2 separate regions of the Mus musculus genome follow, and region 1 is linked to region 2. The links are chromatin contacts, called in public HiChIP or PLAC-seq maps. All regions are on one chromosome and are shown on one strand. Each heading gives the region's core, a stretch centred on a gene start, on an enhancer-like site or on the middle of the called end of the contact. The rest is flanking DNA. Distances are from core to core; before and after follow the strand shown.

Region 1 (7,289 bases), core at 4,515-7,014, 66 kb before region 2:
ATTTCAGGTTATATTGCCTTCTCCAAAGTTCAGACAATTTATTACTTGTTCTGGATAAAGTAATTGGAGAGTGCCTTGTATTAAAAATGACTTCATATTTTCTGAGCCAGGATATTTGAGGACATCTCTGTCTTGTGTGCTCTAAATGTAGGTGTTATTGACTCCCTGGTTTTCCCCGGCATCCTTGTGTGTACTCATTTGCACCTTTAATTACAGCTACATTTTGTTGGGACCTACTGTGCAGTTTCTTAGGACAAGAGACACTTTTTGCAGCTGCTAAGTGGAAAGGAAAGAATAACTTTCCAAAGTCTATGTGAGTGTGAATTTAATTTCCAGGAACACAGAGTTCAATAGAGACTCACACAGAGACAAAATAATCAAATTTCAGTTCCTAACCCCTCTCACCGATTGACGAGAATAGCATCTTTTATGTGTGTCCTGTTGTTTCTGTGGCTTGCTCCCAAGACTGTAGATCATTAGAGGCAATGAATCTACCAATGATCAGCCTGAAAATGAAGCCTTTGGCCTGTGTGAAAGGGAGGGCAAGGGACTGGAGGGCTAACTGTCTGTTTCTCTGTGGGATGTTACCCTTGTTAAGATTGGATAGGACTTAGCTCTGAAGAGCATCCAGTCATTTTTTCTTGTTAGTAACAAATCAATGGGATTTAGCAGGCAAGGATCACAGGAGGAGGGATGAAGTCTGGCCTGGCCCTGTTGCTGAGTCAGATGGATACCAGGTAAAGTTGTTTCTTTGTGATTTTCATCAAAGCCTAAGATTCCTGGACTTAGGAAGCCCTCCCTGGGTTGTATCCCTATCCCTATATAAAGTGAGTGTGGTACTCCTATAACATCAGAAATTAGGAGGTGGAGGCTGGGGATTCAGAGGGCCAAAGTCATCCCATGTTACACTGAGAGTTGAAGTCTAGGCTGGGATACATGAGACTGTGTCTCAAAAAAAGAAGATAAAAAACACCTGTTAAGCCGGGCGTGGTGGCGCACGCCTTTAATCCCAGCACTCGAGAGGCAGAGGCAGGCAGATTTCTGAGTTCGAGGCCAGCCTGGTCTACAGAGTGAGATCCAGGACAGTCAGTGATACACAGAGAAACCGCATCTCAAAAAAACAAACAAACAAACAAACCAAAAACAAACAAACAAACAAAAAAACCAAAAGGAAAAAAAAAGAAAAGAAAAAAAGAAAAAGAAAAAAAATGCAGGTTTCTGGGCTGTCGATATGGCTCAGTGGTTGAGAGCACTGACTGCTCTTCCAGAGGCCCTGAGTTCAATTCCCAGCAACCATATTGTAGCTCACAACCATCTGTAATGGGATCCAATACCCTCTTTTGGTGTGTGTGACAGCTACAGTGTGCTAACATACATAAAACACATAAATAAATGTTGAAAGACAGAAAGAAAGAAAGAAAGAAAGAAAGAAAGAAAGAAAGAAAGAAAGAAAGAAAGAAAGAAAGGAAGAAAGGAAGGAAGAAAGACCTATCAGTACATTCTAACCAACTAACAAACAAAAAACAAAACAAAAAAGGTTCTTGAGTTCTCCTAACAGAAATTCTATTTTAGTGGGTTGTTTTGGTCTCCCAGAATCTGTTGTTTTGCTGGAGACACTGGGTGATTTTTAAGCAGGTGCTTCACATTGACTGAGGGATGCCTGAACATTTCCTCAGAGTCTATTGAAGTGGCAAGCGGGTACCAGCATCAACCCCCACCCCCAGCATATAGCCCTGGGAGTTAAATGACAAGGGCGAACGTCCAGAGACCGGAGGAGAGAAAGTTGATTATGTAATGGACAGAGGTCATTAGGAGACCTCCATCCTCTTTGGGGAGTAGACTTGTCTGTAGTCAACTTTTTCTTGTAAAGGTAAAATTGGGAAGGGGAGGTATAGGAAGTTAGTCTGGAGTAACTGGCACCAGTTTTACTATGGCTTTATTTTTATTATTTCTGTGTACATACACCAGAGGTCAACCTTAGCGTAATTCCTTTGGAGCCATTTATGCGATTTTTTAAACAGAACTCTTCATTGGTACCTGGGGCTAGGCTGGTTGGCCAAGGAACCTCAGAGACCTGCCTGTCTCTGCATTCCCAGTGCTGGGATGACATGGTGATGTACTAACTGAGTGTTCTACTTCCTCTACCCATGCTCTAATGAGCAGTGTTACCTGAAAGCTGAGGGGGATATAAGAAAAACAGAGAGACTCTAATACAGCTGGGCAGGACCCCTTCAAAACTTGATGGCTGAGATCACTGAATTTCCAAGCCATGTTCCTGCTAACCATCTCTGTGATAATTCCCACCCTGTAAGTAGTCAGTAAGTTACCTATTCCAAAGGCAGAAAGGGAATGCTGACGGTTGGTTTTTATGATGAATCATTTTATAGATATTGTGTTGGATGACATCACTATTTTTTCATTACTTTTGGGTGTCCTCGAAGCCTCATATCTCAGCATAGATGACCAGATGGGCCACTGGGCTGTCAGAAACACGGTGGGACTTCCTACCGTGCTCTATATATTCTGAAAAAACCTGAATCTTTCTTTACTTGTTCTGGGTAGAATTTTTTAAGACTCACAAAACTTCAATTGACCCAAGCACTGTCCCAGGGAGTCTGGTCACGTGCATTCTGGATTCTTCTCCCCCTTGAACCATTTCGATCAAATTTACTTCTACCATCTTCTGGGACTGTGGTCAAAAATTGTTTTCAGCTGGGCACAGAAGAGATTGGAGAGGGCATGTGGGTGATCAGAAAGAGCAATTAAGGGCTATTTGGCTCTGGGGAGAATTGTGACAGATTTAGCCTGCAAATCTGTTGTTAGAACATAGGCGACCAGGGAGCAGGTGGGCAGTGTTAAAAGTACATTTCTCTGCGATTTGCCTTGTTTGTTAGGCCTTTTTATTGTTGGGATTAGACATCTTTAATTTGGACTCTGGGACCTCCATGTATCACCTCAGGCTGTGTGCACAAAGGCTGGTTTAAATCTCTTCTGCCCACTTTCCATCTCTACATGAGTCTTGCGACATTAGGTTGTGGGAAACTTGGCTTCATTGAATTTCATGTAATCCTGTTGACTTGTGCTGATGGTAACTCGTCGACCCATTGAGTTAACTGCTTACTGAGCCTTTATGTCACGTGCTGTTGTTTTGCTTCTCTTTCACTGGCCTTGTCTTTGTCTGATTTAGGAGGTCAGATTAGCACTTTAATCATTTCTTAACTGAAATGTAATCACAACTTTTTGCTTTTGGATAAGGTTTCTCTGTATAGCCCTGGCTGTCCTGGAACTCATTCTGTAGACCAGGCTGGCCTTGAACTCACAGAGATCCACCTGCCTCTGCCTGCCTAATTCTGTGATTAAAGACCTGTGCCACCATGCCCAGCTAGTCACGGTATTTTAATTCCTTTAACAACCTATTAGTTTGGGGGTGGATACGGGAGGATCTGATTATGCTATGCGACAGTATTGCTCTCAGTGAACTTTGCTATGTGTCTTTTATATCTTCATTTAAGTGATTAGTTTAAACAGGGTTAGTGGTGAGGGAGCAAGATTGCCTCTCCAGGTTGATTTTAATTAATCAGTCATAATCTTTTGGGAATAATTGTGAAACTAATTATGAACACACAGAGTATTACTGTCATCCAGCTCACATTGGTTTATCTTGTTTACAAAAGTATTCTGATACATTTTGTCAGAGACGGCACTGAATGCCACATGGTGTGCGTTTGCAGTGTGTGCCTTCCTGCCAAACACTGATACCACTCTCAGGCTGACCCGTATGAAGTTTGCTCTTCCTTCTTCCTCCTTTCACTGTCTTTAGCCTTTGGCTGGTCTGTTTGTGCTTCCCACGATTCCTTGGAGCTCTGCAGAGTTGGTGTGCGATCGTTCTCACATTTCAGTGTGTAAAGGATCTCTTAAGTGAAGATTCTGATGCAGGAAGTCTGGGATGCTGCACTTCCAGCAAATGTTTGGGCAGTGTTGACACCGATGGTGCTCAGACTATGAACTCTGAGCATCTAGAGGCTAGAAGACTTGGCGTTCCAGATAAAAGTCTAAATTTGAGTTGGAGGTCAGAGGTGTGTCTGATACCAGGTGTGTCTCCTTCAATCAGTCTGCACTTTATTTATAAGTGGGGTCGCTTTGTTGAACCCAGAGCTCACCCATTTGGCCAGTCTATCTATCCAGCTAGGCCTGGGAGTCCCTTGTCTCTCCCTCCACCCACCATGCCTGCCTGGCCTTATGTGGTTGCTGAGGATCTGAGAACTGACTGGTCCTTCCATTTGTGCAATAAATGCTTTACCTGGCGATCAGTCTCCCCAGGCCCAGTGCTCTTCAGTATACATCACTGAGCAGATCTTTGTCTCTTGACTCGTCTTCAGGGCTGCTTGCCCCACTGCTTGCTCACCCCTGCCCTGCCTCTATGGTGCCTTTCTCCTTTCTTCCATTCATGCCCTGGGAAGAACAGCCTTATTCTTTGTCCTTGTTTCATCCCTTTCTGATCTCTCTTCAATCCACCAGTCCGATCATGTCACTCTTCTCTTTAAAAGCTTTCCCTGGCTCCTCACCCTCTGTAGCTCTGTATAATGACATCTCTAATGGGGCTCCCACTTCCCTCTAGCCTGCTCCTTACACTGCAGGAGCACCACACTCTATTTCATTCTTACTGCGCAGCAGTGTGGTCGCCCTCCTTGCTGCTGTGACTTAGCATCTCTTGTCCCACCGTCCATAATTGCCTCTTTTTTTTTTTTAACATTAATCACTTGACTAACCCCTCTCATTTTCTGTATATTCCTCTCAGTCTTTCATTCCTACAGCTAAGAGTTTGCCTCAAGTCTCAAAAGAGACTTTGAAGAGTAGGCTTTTGAAGAGTTTTAGGTCTGGGAAGACTGTGGGAGACTGGTGAAGGTGGAGTAAACGCTTTTTGCATTGTGAGGTGCCCACGAGCCCTTCAGGGTAGGGGTAGAAGATTACAGTTTGGATCTAAAGTGTTCCCCGCAGGCTCTCATCTGAAACGCTTGGCCCCTGGCTTGTAATACTAGCAGTGAGAGTCTCTGTCTCTGCTTGGATTTATTTCTTGAATAATTCAAGAACAACTGAAAGGGGTTCTTGTGCATTCCCTTCCTAGGCTGCAGCTATAACAGTGGGTTATGATGGAAGATGCGCTATCCCAGCTTCTCACTGAAAGGTTTAAGGGCACTGAGTCACTCTGTAAAATGACCATCAATCTTATTTTAAACAATCTTTATTTTACCCATCTCTCTGTGAATGACGAGAGAGAACAATTTAAAATTAGTTTATCAGTGTGTGAATTACTCTCGCTTATCTACACAATATTTGTTATCTTCATGGGAATGGATTAGTAAAATTTCGTCAGAGGTGAATACACTCATGGTGTCTGTAGAAATAACAATGAATGGTAAGCTTGGCACGCCAGTGTCATCTTGCACTAGCCTCCCTTCATAGCTTTGTTGGTCTTCAGAGTGGCTGGTCACAGACATCGCTGAATTAATTTGGTTTTCTGAACAGAAATGGAGACTAGAGGAAGCAAGCTGACAGCTGCCTGCAAGGGTGCAGATGTTGAACCATTCATGATGCAGCACAGAGAGGCGCAGGAAGCTGAAATAAATTAAGACCCAGAGAAACTGGGCTGTGGCCAAAGGAACATTTTTGATAAAACTTGAAAATGTTTTCCATAGCTGTGGTCATGATCCCTGAGGCAACCAATGCCATTTGCTGTTAGACAGGTTGCCATGGCCCTTGCTGACCACAGGAGGGTTAGTGAGAGGAGACCGAAGGGCTATCAGACTTGACAGTTTGTGCCTTTTGTGGAAGCACTAGGGATAGGTCTTAATCCTCTGAACACAACAGGCACTTAATGAGTGTATATAGAATGAAATATTTACAATTAAGGGGAGGGAGCACCAAGTTTTATAATGAGGTTTTGGGTCTGCTGTGCCTCATGGTGACCTAGATTTCTGTGCTGCTTAGAAAGCCATGTGAGGGGAACTGGCAGTTTCATTAGGACGTCACGAGTATTGATCTAATATCCTTTCCTCCTGGGACACGGGGCTGCTGCTGAATTATGTTCTAGCCAAAATGCCTGAAGAGGGAACTCAGGCCCCTTTGCCTGTGACTGATGTGCTGGACAGTCGGTTTCTGGGTCTCTGCCACCCTTCAGCCTAAGGCATTAGTTTAAACTGAGCTCAGCCTCCAGCAGGTTGTACCAGAATCCCGAAGAACCACAGCCTGAGCTGGAGGTCATAGTTTGAATTGTGGAAGTTCCTAGTCATAACAGTTTGTTTTGTGAAAAAGCACTCGGCCATGACAAAGCAATTCTTCTGAGGATAATGTTCCTGGGGACAAAAATAGACTTTTACACAAGACCATTGTGAGTTCTGTGGCTAAAGGGTTCAGAAGTCAGGAAGCTTTTGGGGTTAAATCCTGGCTCTGCCACTCGCTGGCGTTTTATCCTTGGCTCAGCATCTACTTTTTAAAAATAATGCTTTTTTTAAAAAATTGTAATAGATAAATCCGGGGCTGGGGAGATGGCTCAGTGGGTAAGCCATGCAAGCATGAGAACCTGAGTTTGAACCTTCACTACCCATGTGAAAGCTGTGCATGGCCTGTGTGCATGGCCCTGTGTGCATATGACCCTGTGTGCATGGCCTTGTATAACTTCAGCGTTTGAGGGCAGAGGTGGCTGACTCCCAGAAGTTTGTGGTGGCTAGGCAGCTAGCCTAGCAGAAACAGCGAGCTTTAGGATCAGTGAGAGACCCTGTTCCCCAAAGTAAAGTATGGTAGCCAGACAAAGTGATGGATGCCTTTAATCCTAGAACTCGGAGGCAGAGAGGCCTCCTGTTCAGGACCAGCCTAGCCTACATAGTGAGTTTAGGCTAGCCAGGAATACCTGGTAAGACCCTGTCTCAGTAGATAAACAAACACTAAATAGGTATTAATAGACAACTGACCACCCTCCTTTTGTCCCTGAATGCGCCACATGCAGATCACATACATATACATTTAATAAATGAACAAGTAAATAGATAAATAAGGTGAAATTTCTCATCTTATTTTTTTCCATTTCCAACATTCTACTGTGTTCCTAGGATTATAGCACCAAACTGTCCCAAGCCAAATGGTCTAAAACATCTGAAGTTTGTTCTCTCAGTTTTGGGAGGCTAAAACTCTGAAATTGGGGTGTGTGGAGGGCTGACTCCTTCTGAGAGCTCTGAGGAAGAGTACCCTGCCTTGTGCCTTTCTCATGGTGTATGGTAGCTTCCATCATCCTT
Region 2 (7,070 bases), core at 90-2,589:
TTTTTTTTTTTGGTTTTACGAGACAGGGTTTCTCTTTATAGCCCTGGCTGTCCTGGAACTCATTTTGTAGACCAGGCTGGCCTCGAACTCAGAAATTCGCCTGCCTCTGCCTCCCGAGTGCTGGGATTAAAGGCGTGCGCCACCACGCCCGGCTCATTGTCTGCATTTTAAGAATTGGTTCTACATCATCTTGGTAATCACTCAAAGGCATTTCATTGGGAAACAGGAAAAACCTGAAGTCCCAGACTAGAAGTAACTAGAGCAAGCCTGAGGGCTCCCAGGCTGCAGCAACCAGATGGCACCCTGGCAAGCAAGCCTCCGGGAAGCAAGCCATTCAGATCTCGTTCTCTATAATTCCACCAAGTGTACTCCTCCCCTGTACAGCTTTTAGTGAGCAACTCCCTCACCCCAACTTCTTCTCTTCTTTCTAAAACAAAGTCGATAGTTCCAATATACTTAAGGCCACACCATGAAATGGGGGTGCTAGGAATATATCTATTAAAGCTAATTAAAATATTCTCATTTTCTGGTTGCCCAGTGGGTCTGTTGGGAGAGATTAAAAAGTATCAAAGAAGGTCAGTTATAAAAAATTAAAACTGGGTCTGGTGATGGTATTCCCAAAGGAAGAGCTGCCCCGTGGCTGGAGCTCTGCCCACACTGAAGTGGGGTCAAGCTCCACCCTGATTCTTGATGGAGAAGGCTTTCCTCCAGGCTCCATGGATGCTTGTTTTCAGATTCTCTGAGATTTCTGTGTGTGCCTTTATGGTGTGTGTGTGTGTGTGTGTGTGTGTGTGTGTGTGTGTGTGTGTGTGTGTTTTGAGGGGGGAGGTGTTTTTCTTTCTATTTAAGGAATCCTGAGTGTAGTATTCCTGAGCTGCTGGGTTTGGTGAAGCTAGGTGTGGTTACTCCATCCAAATTTCCTGCTGTGCACATGAAACTGAAGATTCCTATGCTCTCTAAAGTTCTGATGTAGTAGGGTTAGATGTAGGGACTCTGTACTTTAGAAGTTTCGTGGTGATCCCAATGGTCATGTAGGTTTATGAACTATGGGCTTGGGGCTGGAGACTTGATGACATATGGTTACTCAGTAAGAAAACATCACAAGTGTTTACACACACACACACACACACATGCACACGCACGTTCCCACTTATTCAGGATAAGAGTTGCTTATACTGATGCCACTGTCACCATGGTGATAAGCTGAACGTAATGACGTATGGGCACTCCTCTGATTTGGAAGCCTTGCCAGGCATTTCTTACACACTTGACTCAGCAGTTAAGCACTAGATGCTTTTGCCAGCATCCCTCAGAGGTAGTCATTGTCAGGGCTTCCTCATCCAGGAAGCTGGTGTTGGACTCAGTGAGTCAGAGTCCTATAATGGGCACCCCCTGAGCCTGCCATGGGACCTACAGTGGGAATGTGCTGGCTTCCTGCTGTGGACTCAGTGGAAATGCTTCCCAGGGTGGAAAGAGCAGTCCAGCCCAGGAGCATGGGTGAAGGCTGGTGAGTCTGTTGCTAGTGGTCGTTTGGGACTTGACTACAGATCTGACTCAAACAACTTTGGAATGGATGGATCCAAGTGCTGAGGTGCCTAGCAGCCTCATGGTGCTACAAGAGGAGACTTAAACATGGGTGACAGGGTTAAAATTATGGATTGAAAATCCAAAATATATGTTGTTTCAAATATACAGACTGTGGGACCAGTGCAAAGTGACTCAGCTGGTAAAGGTGCGACCTTTACCTTGGAGTGCTACTTTAAGCTTGGAGACCATAGTCTGATGGCCAGAAGTTTCATAATGGTGGCTGACCACCACATATGCACCATGGCAACCCAACCCAACACAGGTGTGCATGCAAATGCACACACACACACACACACACACACACACACACACACACACACACACATTCAAAAAACAACATGAAAATCCTCAGGATTTTGATTCTCACAAAGGGAATAATTTATTTGTGAGAAGTTCTTTAAGGGATAAAGACTCTTCTAGCAGTGAAAATCAAATATACCGCAATGTGTACATCTCTTCATAGACAATATCTTCCAGTGGACTATTACATTAATAGATCCTGAGCATATTTTTAAGTCTTGCCTGTAACACTATGTAAAGAAAGATGCTTTGGTTAGACTCAAATCTGTGTACCAGTGACGAAAGGCTTCCAAATCAGGAGGATTCTCATAAATCATTATTGTTCAGCTTATCACCATGGTGACTGGTGGCATCAGTATAAACAACTCTTATCCTGAATAAGTGGGAGTCCGTGTGTGTGTGTGTGTGTGTGTGTGTGTGTGTGTGTGTGATCACTGTTGATGTTTTCTTGAGTCACTATCACCAAACTAATGCAGAGTGCTTTAGAGAATTCCTGGAAACAGCTGGCCCACATGTCTAGATGTATCAGTTGGTTTTTCTACATTGTCTAGAAGATCACAGAACATTGAGTTTGAGAAGACCTTGGCAGTAAGTTCTGTACATATTCAAGGACAAAGGCAGCTCCTTGGAGTGACTCTGCCTGGAGCTCTGGATAGCCTGTGCCCTGGATAGCAGGCTTAGTACCATGTCCTTCCCATAGCGTGTGGCTCTGCTGTCAGATTGGCTTACTAGCAGCATCCTTTGGGCAGATGCACAAGAGCAAGCAGTGTCCTAAGCGGGATGCCCTAGTTACAGAATGGACCAAGGAAGGATAGGCTGTGTGATACTGAAGGGTACCACAGGCTGATGGGCCCTGGCCAGCTTCACGGCCTTCAGGTTCCATGTGTAGGAGTCTGAGGGTTGAGTTTAGAGCCCACTGTGCTGGGGCATCTCTGCAGCTGCAGCTCTTCATCCCAAACAGGCCTCCTTGCAGTATGTCATTCTGACTTAGAGTTTTCTTTGGAAACTCTGATGACGACATACATACTCCCAAAATGGATAGCTGCACTGCAGGGACTTTTGATTGCTGTCTGCCCATGTATTTTGATAAATTCATTTATTTAACAATTATTTATAAGATGGCTACTCTTCCTAATAATGAGCTATGTAAGGACTTGTAACTGAACAAGGGTTACATATGTTTTCCCCAATGAGAGAGAAACAAATGGCTAATAATAGTTAGGAATGTACTGTAAAGGCACAGTAAAGTATTGTAATGTAAGTGGAGGAAGAAATGCATGTGTTTGAAACAGAGAGATCGTCAGAGAAGGCCTTTTGGAGGAGACAGTATTTAAACTAAAACCTGGATTAAAAGGAACCAAACTTATGAAGAACATTCCAGGCAATCTAGAAATGCTACACAAAGACATGTGTGGTTAGTGTTAATCTTGGTGTAGCTCAAGAGCAGCTAGAGAGCTGATGTTCTGCAAACCAGAGGAGGAAAGGTGTGGGGTCAGACAGGCAAACACCAGGCCCTGGAGGATGACACAGTGGGAGAGCGATAAGGAATCGGGCTGGAAACAGGAGTCTGGAGAGAGGAAAAGGCTCCTTTGGGCCATGAATCTGGGGTCATCAGCATTTTGATGGGAAGTCACAGGGAAAGGTGGTCTAACTAGGAAGAGGCTGTAGCAGCAGTGAGTCCCCGGAAAAGACCAATCAGAAGCTGAAGGAAGTGGGAGAGTAGGAACAAAGTTGGAGAAGGTAGGCTGTGGAAGCCATGGGAGGAGAAACATCAAAGAGAGGTGGTTGATGAGGTCATTGTTATGCAAAATCTAGAATCTCAGTGTCCCCCATGTGGGTCACTAGTTATAGGTACTGGTGGTTTTTTTGTTGTGTTTTGTTTGTTTTGTCAACTTGACACAAACAAGGGTGATCTGAGAAATGAAATTTTAATTGAGAAAATACTAACATCAGGTTGGCCTGGATCAACTCTGTAGGGCATTTTCTTAACTAATGATTGATGTGGGAGGGCCCAGCTCACAGGGGCAGTGCCAGCAATGGGCAGCTAGGCCTGGGGACGTGAAGGTAGTTTTACTTGAGGCTGGAGAGAAAGCTGGTAAGCATCACTCCTCCACCGTCTGCTTCAGTTTTTGACACCAGGTTCCTGCTTTATCTCTTGCCCTGGTTTCCTAGATGATACACTGTGGTGGAATGTGAGCCAAATACGAGCTTTTCTCCCCAAGTTGTTTTCGGTCATGGTGTTTATGACTGCAACAGAAAGCACACTAATTAACTGCTCGTGGCCACTCAGCACTTTAAATGTGACCATTCCAACTGAGAGAGTCTGGAAATGTAAGAGCAAAACCAACCAACCAACCAAAACCAAACAAACAAACCACATTGGATTCTAAAGACAGCACAAAACCAAGAATATAAAAATGTTTTATCAATAATTTATCAGTAATGATGTGTTGAATCATATATTTGGGATTAATTGGGTTAAATAAATCACAGTGTTTAGGATTAATTGGGTCAGATGAAAGACATCATTTAAATTCACTTGCTTCCCTCTGTGAGATACTAGAAAATTGTAAAAAAGAAAAAAAAAAGCTAAAAAGTGTGGCTCTCACTGTGCTGCTTCTGGATTGTTCTACAACGCAGAAATCATTAGCTAGTTTGAGAAGAGTAGACTGCCTGATGGTCGGAGCCATCAGTTAGTGCATACACAAAGTCCTGGGTTTGATTACACACTTTGTAAACTGGATGTGGTGAACATACTCAGAAAGGTCAGAAGTTCAAGGTCACCATGGGCTATAGGAGACCTCGCCTTAAAAGAAAAAAAATTAGACTGCCTGAGACCTGACTGACTTTTTCTAATACTGACCATAAGACTGCTACATCATTGCACAGTATCTTTTGCCTGAAATCAAATAACCAAGTAGCAATGCAATTTCTTGGATTTTTGGTATATATGTGCTCTAATAATTTTGCATAAATTGACACTATATCCTTGAATAGCCTGAAGTAAACTCTTAACATTTTAATATATTTAACCTGTGTTTCTTTCCTTCCTTTTTTTGTCATCTTTCCTCTTTATTTAAATCCTTAATTCACTTTTACTTTTTTTCTTTTGTTTACATATCTGGCCAGGAAACTTCATGGTGTTATGGTCAACTTGCCGCACAACAGTGTTCAAATCTGTCACCAACAGGTTCATTAAAAACCTGGCCTGCTCCGGGATTTGTGCCAGTGTGGTCTGTGTGCCCTTCGACATCATCCTGAGCAGCAGCCCTCACTGTTGCTGGTGGATCTATACGATGCTCTTCTGCAAGGTGCTCAAATTCCTACACAAGGTGTTCTGCTCTGTGACTGTCCTCAGTTTTCCTGCTATTGCCCTGGACAGGTAACTGAATTTATTTAACTTTTAGCCGTGTGTGTGTGTGTGTGTGTGTGTGTGTGTGTGTGTGTGTGTGTGTGTGTGAAGAGGGTGTTAGTTAGATTTTCATCTCCTGGAGTTAAGAGTTACAGGAGTGTGGGTGTGGGTGCTATGAACTAAACTTAGGTTCTCCAAATGAGCAGCAAGTGCCCTTAAACAAATGCTTAGCCATCTCTCCAGCGCTGAGATTTTGTTCTTTTAAATGTATTGAAAGATGAGTGTCATCATGTGAATGACAAGTAGTTAATACGCCATATACTGGTTTCTTTTTTAGTTTGCTTATGACCATCAGAAAGAGAACGTGTGTCCAAAACAGAGTCTTAAAAGGATGAGTTGGCTTATACACTGGGATGCTACTGGACCCTGGTGCTGTTCCAGCCTGGTTGGGATTGGTATTTGCACTGCAATCTGAAGTGGCTTGCTTGCCTGGTTGATAACTTTGCAATTAGGGCTCTTTGATGCAGGATGAAAGTGTTTCTGGGAGAAAAGGGGAATGATTCAGTGGTTATTTAAGGGAGGACCTAAAATTCTTCTGGAGGAATTAGTTCTGGGGTTTCATGCAGCCCTATTGGCACTTTTCCCTTCCATCAGCTTCAGTGGATGTCTGTAAATGGATCAAATGCCTTAGTTACCGCTGTGTCTCCTGACTTGGGCTGAGGGCACTTGCCTCAGTTTACCTTCTGACGCTGTTGTGATGCTTTAATTTCCGTTGGGTCATTTCATGGCAGGCGTCCTTCTGCAATTCCCTTCTGCCCCAGTGGAGTCCCTTTTTTGTTTTGCTTTTTAAAGGTGGTGTCTTTCTGTGTTGTCTAGCATAACTTCAAATTCCTAGGCTAAAGTGACCCTGCTTTAGCCTTTCTTTTAGCTGGGATAAAAGATGCACATCACCACACCTGGTGTTAGCGAAGGGCTAGGTCTTCACTTTTACTCATTAACTCTTTTTTTTTTTTTCAGCAAGTTTTTAAAAATAGCTTTGACATATAGATTACATGTTATAAAAATCACCTATCTTAAGATTCAAGTCAATGAACTTTAGTTCCTTCTCCGAATTGTGCCTGCACTACAGTCTAGTGTCAGAATTTCTGTAACTTTCCCAAGAAGCCTCATGCTGGTTGGTTCTTGCTCCCATATCCACCATTCCCATTGCCATACCTCAGGCAGCCCCGAATCTGCTTCCCAGCTCTGTCTGCCTTTGTGTGGCAGTTCATGTAAGAGGAATCACAGAACCCAAGGTCTTTTGTTTCTAGCCTCTTTCACTTAGCATGCCAGAGCGTGTATCAGCATCCCATTAGTTTTTTATGGGCACATAAAAGTCCATTTTGGACCCACCATAGTTTGGTTATTCATTTACCAATTGGTGGTTATGTGTTTTCTACTTTTTGGTTGCTATGAATGCTGAAAGTTGTTGTTTTCTTTTTTTTTTAAGATTTAAAATTTTTACTTTATGTGTATGTGTATTTTGTCAGCATGTGTGTATGTGTTTTGTGTGTATATGTCTGGTGCCTGCAGAGGTCAGAAGAAGGCATGAGGTCCCTTGGAACAGGATCAGTTGTAAGCTGCTATGTGAGTTCCGAGAACTGAGCTCAGAACCTTGGAAAGAACTCAGTTTATAACCACTGAACCCTCTCCCCAGACCAACGTGGAAAACTCCTAAAGAATAGGACTCAATGAGAATGAATTGTGTAATATGGATCATATTATTGTTGTTATACGAGATCAGCAAAATAGTTTGTTTTGTGTTCGCCCTTGATCTTAGACAGGGAAATAT

The links. HiChIP or PLAC-seq counts read pairs in DNA pulled down with a chosen protein or histone mark.
Region 1: a CTCF HiChIP or PLAC-seq map of the NIH/3T3 cell line shows a contact between it and region 2, with 21 read pairs. The contact joins two enhancer-like sites. A contact is called at or near these places in 1 of 15 datasets of contacts at CTCF or cohesin (the NIH/3T3 cell line), 8 of 484 Hi-C or Micro-C datasets (the AML12 cell line, DN2 thymocytes, adipose-derived mesenchymal stem cells and 5 more), 2 of 115 datasets of contacts at active chromatin or transcription factors (embryonic fibroblasts and embryonic stem cells) and 1 of 9 other capture datasets (embryonic stem cells).

What each region holds. Positions count from the first base shown.
Region 1 is chr2:118,352,661-118,359,949 of GRCm38.p6, reverse strand. All of the region lies in intron 1 of Gpr176 (G protein-coupled receptor 176), which reads left to right. Among named protein-coding and RNA genes, the nearest start is that of Gpr176, 17 kb to the left of the region's middle. Within about 2 kb of position 5,764, at least 36 of the 459 cell types and tissues checked have an H3K27ac peak or open chromatin away from gene starts, as enhancers often do. A contact at or near this core is called in the NIH/3T3 cell line, adipose-derived mesenchymal stem cells, bone marrow-derived macrophages and 1 more, where this site is marked.
Region 2 is chr2:118,282,105-118,289,174 of GRCm38.p6, reverse strand. Gpr176 (G protein-coupled receptor 176) reads left to right here. Exons shown (of 3, transcript NM_201367.3): 2 at 5,017-5,269. Among named protein-coding and RNA genes, the nearest start is that of 1700054M17Rik, 19 kb to the left of the region's middle. Within about 2 kb of position 1,339, at least 46 of the 459 cell types and tissues checked have an H3K27ac peak or open chromatin away from gene starts, as enhancers often do. A contact at or near this core is called in the NIH/3T3 cell line, adipose-derived mesenchymal stem cells, bone marrow-derived macrophages and 1 more, where this site is marked.